2 separate regions of the Sus scrofa genome follow, and region 2 is linked to region 1. The links are chromatin contacts, called in public HiChIP or PLAC-seq maps. All regions are on one chromosome and are shown on one strand. The core of a region is the stretch at or near the end of the contact, and the rest is flanking DNA. Distances in the headings are between cores, read along the strand shown. Region 1 holds the start of LRRC8B (volume-regulated anion channel subunit LRRC8B). Region 2 holds the start of KYAT3 (kynurenine--oxoglutarate transaminase 3).

The links. HiChIP or PLAC-seq counts read pairs in DNA pulled down with a chosen protein or histone mark.
Region 2: a contact with region 1 is called in an H3K27ac HiChIP or PLAC-seq map of alveolar macrophages. The contact joins the promoter of KYAT3 here to the promoter of LRRC8B in region 1. A contact is called at or near these places in 1 of 5 promoter capture datasets (liver) and 1 of 2 datasets of contacts at active chromatin or transcription factors (alveolar macrophages).

What each region holds. Positions count from the first base shown.
Region 1 is chr4:127,135,054-127,138,068 of Sscrofa11.1, forward strand. It overlaps LRRC8B (volume-regulated anion channel subunit LRRC8B), which reads right to left and starts at 1,563. Exons shown (of 7, transcript XM_013997404.2): 1 at 1,378-1,563.
Region 2 is chr4:127,449,940-127,452,954 of Sscrofa11.1, forward strand. It overlaps KYAT3 (kynurenine--oxoglutarate transaminase 3), which reads left to right and starts at 1,536. Exons shown (of 14, transcript XM_001929384.5): 1 at 1,536-1,617.

The DNA of each region.
Region 1 (3,015 bases), core at 313-2,812:
TTAGGGCTTATATTCTTTTTCTTTTTTTTTTTCTTTTTTAGTAGCACCTGCAGCATGTGGATGTTCCCGGGCCAGGGATCGAACCCACGCCACAGCAGCAACAGGAGCTGCCGCACTGACAATGCCGTCTCCTTAACCCACTGAGCCACAAGGGAACTCCAGGGCCTATATTTTTAAATCACACAGGCTCAGTTTGTTGTGCGACTGGCTGTCATTTTATATTCCTTCAGGGGTGAAGCTGTCCCCTAGGGAAGCCAGGGGCCAAAGGAAGTCACTTTGGCCCTCACAATTCCAAGAGCATTTGGGGTTCTCAGGAGGCAGAGCCTGAACAGAGGGAAGGTACTGGAATTGTTAAATAATTATTCCGCAGCTTGGCTGCTTCTGGGTACTGCAGCCTAATACTTGGGCTTAGGAGACTTCGTCTGATAGACACACGCCATTTCATTTCCTCTTAGAAAGCAGTGGACACGGCCTATTTTAAGTTGGCTACATAGCTTCAATTTAAAAAATGTCATACCTATCTTTTTACAGACTTTTAATAAAAGTTTTTGGCAAGGCGAACTTGTTCAAGGAAGTTCACACGGGTAGGTTTTTGTTTTTAAATTTAGATTTGTCCTCTTCTTGGAAGGTGGGGAGGGAGCTGCTGAGAGGGAGTCCTTCTGACCGCAAAGAAGGCTTCCACAAAGGTCACCTGACCAAAAGCAACCTATGGACTTTGGGAAGTCACCGGGGTGATGAGCCAACACGGAGCCTCCTCCCTTCTACCCTCTCAGCTCAGCACCTGCTCAGCTGCAGCCCAGGACGGGGCAACTCTTAGCTTCTCTCTGCGAACCGCAAGATGCTCTCCTCTCCCTCAAACACGCCAACCCCACCATCAAACTGCAGGCGAACCACTGCAGGGGTCCCAAGAGGAGTAAGTGCTCACAAACAGCGGCAGGAGGAAAGGAGCCAACCAGGGAGCTGAGCGCAGGGGTCTGCTCCCCCCCCGGGGCGGGGGGGCGGACGAGCCTCCAGCCCGGGTCCCGCATCGCCGGGGGGACGCACACGCAGGTGCGGCTCCGAGGCTCCTGGGGAAAGCGAGGACCGCCCGGTCGCGGCCGCCCCCTCCGCCCGCCCGGATGACCCCGCATCCAGGAGAGGTGCCCTCAGGGGGCTCACTCCCTCTCCGCCGGGGACCAGGGGGCGGCGAAGCACCGCCTCGTCTCTCTGGCTCGGCCACCTGTCCGCTAGGCCCGGCTCGCAGGGGAGGCGGGCACAGGTAACCGCACCTGCTCGGCCAACTCCACCTGCTGCGTCCGCTCACCCGGTCCTCCGCCTCCACCTCCCGGCTCCCCTCGGCGCCTCCTTCGCGACCGGGGACGTCCCGGCCCGACCTACCTGCGCGCTCCGGCCCGGGCGCTCCCCGCGCTCGCCCCGCGCCGCTCCGGGCGGGCCGGCGGCGGCCCCGCGCCGCACTTCCTCGCCGCCTGGGCTGCGGGCTCAGCGGGAAGCCCCGGCGCTGCCCGGCTCGCCGCCTCCGACCGGCTCCATTGTGACGCGGCGCGTTCCGCCGGCCAATCGGGGCGCCGCGGCGCGAACCGCTGACTAAGTTCGCGGGGGAAGGGGGAGGGGCCGGGGCGGGGCCGCCGGCGGCGGCGGCGGCGGCGGCGGGGGCGGAGCGGCTGCCTCGGCCGCTGCTCCCGCGGGTGGACTGGCAGCAGCCTCGGCCCGGTCGTTCGCCCGGCCTCGGGACGCGGGGCCCGGGGCCTCGCCCCTCGGCGCCGATGGAGACGAGGCGCCGCCGCCGCCCGGGAGCGCGCCCTGGGGCCGCCCTGCCCGCGCCGCACGGCCCCCGGCGTGCAGGCTGCCCCGCACCGCTCCTCCCGGGGCCCGGAGCACCGGGGCCTGTCCCCGGGGGCGGCAGAGCAGCTTGGGGCTGTCCAGATGCCCGCGCCAGGGACTTGGGAAGTGCAGGGTTTGCGGGCGGACCACTGCCTCGTCACGTGCTCACCGAGTAACTTGTTATTTACAAAACGTGTTTTGAACCCGAAGGGAAGGCGCGGGTGGAGCCCGCAGCACCTCCCGCTGAGGCTCAGAAATCCCTGTACCTTCCCCTCCACAGCCTGCTTGGAAAGGCTGCAGGGCCGAGCCCATGTGTAGCAGCGGGCGGTTGTACCGACCTAAGCGGCTTACGTGAGGCTTCTGGGCCTCCCGGGGCATCCGTCTCTCCTGGGTCATTATCCTTGGGATGCGGGGAACAGCGAGGTAGAGGGGCTCTGGCTTTACGCATAAGCGAGGATGCCTGTCTCCCCATCCACTGACTGCCCCGCTGGTTTCCCTTTTAAGTGGCCTTGGTCTGAAAAGTTACCATGTGCCTTGCAGAACAAACAAACATTTAATCCAAACCCAGAAATTCGAGGGACTTAAAATTTTTATCATCCACATTCACCCGCCCCTCCACGCCCCAGATTTTTTTTTTTTTTTGGTATGTATTTTGTGTGTGTGTGTATAATGATTTTTTTTTTTTCCATTGTAGCTGGTACCGCCCCAGATTTCACTCAGTCTTTCTGCCGGCTAATTCAACACAGTGATTCAATTAGGCAACATTTATATCTCTGGATTGCTATGGCAATCATATTCGCATTAAAAAAAAAAGTTTGTACAGGAACCTCCCAAAGGAATAAAATAAAGACTATAAAAGACTCAGCATTTGGAGCCTTTCGGGTCAGTTTGTATAAATGGGAGTAAAGAAAATGGCACGACTGAGTTGTTTGAGACCAAGTTGTGTCTGACAAAGACTGTTCCAGACTACAGTTTGAACTCCCTTGAAAGGGACTCGGAGGGCTGCCTTTGTGACACTTCTCTGAGACAGCAGTCTGTTCTCTCCTCCACACCATTCTGGGTTGGCAGCTGTCTTCTTCCTGAGTCTCGGAAGAAAGGCTGACCGAACATTCCATTCCTTCCACTGATAGAGCTGTTTTTGTTGTTGTCATTGTTGTTTGCCTTTTTAGAGCCGCACCCTCTGCATATGGAGGT
Region 2 (3,015 bases), core at 286-2,785, 310 kb after region 1:
ACTGCCATTTTTCTGTCCAGAATCATTTTTGGCAAAGTCGTCTCTTCATCATTCAGTTCTGGGTTCCACTGTTCCCTCCTCAAAAGAAGCCTTTTCTGACTCTCCTAATTAAACGACCCGCAGTCTCCCATCCTCACGGCTTCGTCCACAGCACTCAACACCATTTCAAACCATCATACACATTTGCTTGTCTCTGGCCTTTTCTTCCTCTTAAAGGTTGGAGACACACGCTCTCTCTGCCCATTTCCCCCAGAAGCCTGTGCACCTCTGTTCTCAATTCATGCATGTTACACGTGAGAAAAAGAAACACCGTACCTGGCATCAGAAATTGAGCAAACACTTACCATTAAGACTTCACTGTTGGGAGGCACGGATGGCGGAGCTCCTCCAGGAAAGTACCGCAATCTAAAAGGACATCAGCATCAGTCAGTCTCTGACTACGAGGAAGGGGCATAACAGACAAGATCCATTAATAGGGATCCCTGAATAGGGATCTCTTCTAACACTCTATTATTCAAACGACCCAAGGTTCCCAAGGTGTGTTTTCTCCCTCTTTGTAAAGTTATAAAACCAGCTTTTGGACTGCAGTTGTGCTCCTGGTGGCCTTTTGGTTGAAGAGTATTGACAAACGAATGCCCTGACAGTAGCTCACGATCTAGGGGTGAGATTCCCAACTGCACACAGCCAATTTTCCATCCGCCTCTGAAACTCGGCGAACCTAGTTCAACCAAAAGTTATCTCTCTCCTTTCCTCCGGACGTGAATAACAATGCTACCTCCCCTCCCACTCCTTCTATCCTCCCATCTTCTTAAAATTGGAAAGGAAGAAAATTGAAGCATGAAGCTCGATGCTTAATACAAGGCTCTCCTTTTGCTAACACCGCCTTCAAAAACGAGTAATTCGTGGTGTTCCTGTTTCTCTTGGCCGATTTTCCTTCCCTTTTAAACTGTCATTGATTTTCCTCCTCAGTTCCACGGCCCCTTCATTCTGTCCTCTGATCACACCCGCTTTTACTGTTCAGGAACGTAAATTCCTCTCTGCTTTTTTTCTCACCCCCACCCCAGGAGATAAATACACCCACGCGCCCTTCTGCACACTCTCCTTAGCCTTGCCCTCTCTGCACCGGCTAACATCTCGATAAATACAACCCTCCCCTCGCCTAAGCCCTGGGACCCGACAACCGGCTTTTCCTTCCAAATCTGCCCGCGTCCTATCACTGGGCCAACCCAACCCATCACACACCTCCAATTAGGGCTCCGGACCTCAGCGTCGCACCCCATCTCGGACCACATTCAAGACCCCGCCCCGCCCCCCTTACCCGGAGGAGCCACGTCCCGCAGCCCGGATCCTGCCCCACACTCGTCTGGCCTCCATCCCCATCCTGTCGGTCCGGAGGGGCCGAGCCCGCAGCCCATCCCCGGCCACATCTCCCTTCCCTCTTCCTCTCCTCCGGGTCGCTTCCCCGTCCGACGGTGCCCCGCCCACTACCCGGCTGACCCTCAGCCAATCCGCGCTCTGACTCCCGGCCAGGCCCCGCCCCACGTCGGAGCGCCCCGACGCACTCTCCAGTTCTCGCGGGACTTGGGCCACGGAAAGCGAGGTGTTCGCGGAAGGGATGTGAGTGGCGCGTCGGTAAGGTACGGGTGCGGGGAGGCCGTGGCCGCCTGGGCTCCGCGAGCGGGGCCGCGAGAGGAGGCGGGAGGGAGGGGGCCGCTGGGTGCGCGCGGGGGCCGCGCCTGCGGGGTGGGAGGAAGAGCCGGGCTGGACTCGGCTCAGGATTGGACTCGTGTCCGGCTCCGGGGCGCGCGGCCGGTGCATACGGCCCACGCGGGCCTGGAGGAGTTTGCTGCGGAGGAGGCGCCGAGGTGCTTGGCCTGCGGGTGGGACCCTGGGCCCCTCCTCGTCCGCCCCTTTCGCGCTGGATTTGGCAGTTGGGGCACTTCGTGGACGGTGAGGGAAGCTGACGCCCACTCCAGTTGGCAGCAGTGGGGATTCTTCATGCGAAGGAAAACAGCTGTCAACTTGCCGCAGAAACGACTCTTAGGGGAGCCCATAGTTTCTCAATCAGAGCGGAAAGCTGTCCAATTTGTTGCTTTTGGCGCCTGCCACCCAATTTTTCCGTCTTGCAGGCTCCTTCTTTGCTACCTGAGGGAGGAACTTGGCAGCTGCTCCTTCCACAGCCCCCTGTACAAAGTCCTAGCTCCCCTGGGCCTGAGACCCAGCTGCTGCAACTTAAACACCAGTCAGACCTGTTGCTGCCTTCTACGAAATTTGTAATAAGTTACCCGGACTCCCTTTTCACAAAACAGCTTTTCAGAAACTTGCAAAAGCACGTGTCCTAACTTGTCTTGTGCCAGCTAAACCTACCTGATTTTCCCCACTCTTGCTCCGATGACATGGCTGTAGAAGTGGACTAAAGTCCAGAGCATGAAGCAGAAATAAAGCTGTTTGTGGTAACTCTTAACCAGGTTTGTGCATTAATTAGCACTACCTCTTTTCACTGTCACCGCACCTTAATCTTCCTTGAGCTTGCAGTTAACCTGAACATCCTGGACTTTGTGACATTATCAACTGATTCCTTCTGCCTCTCCTTCCCACATGCAAAGTCATTATCCACTGATCATTTGGATTGAAGTCTACAGCTTCAAACGTCTCACAGTTCTTTTGACGGCTTTACTCACCTTTCGCCCTGGATCCTCCAACAATTCATCAGCCTTCTCAGCCTCAGGTCACCCCCAGCTATGCCATACATATCTTCTGTATCTTCATTTTAAACCATCTCCTCCAGAGATAATAGCACAGTTTTCTCTTGATCATGGGTATATGACTGCGGAGTTAATCCTAGATATACTATATGCCATAATCAGTTTTATTAGATCACCATGATTCATGATTTCCTTCACAGAATATTGTTTTTAAGGGTAAATGAGAAACACAATGAAAATATTGTTTAGAATTAAAAGCCACATACTTTTCGATTTCCTCCACCTTTTCTGTTCTGTGCCATCCCAGTTT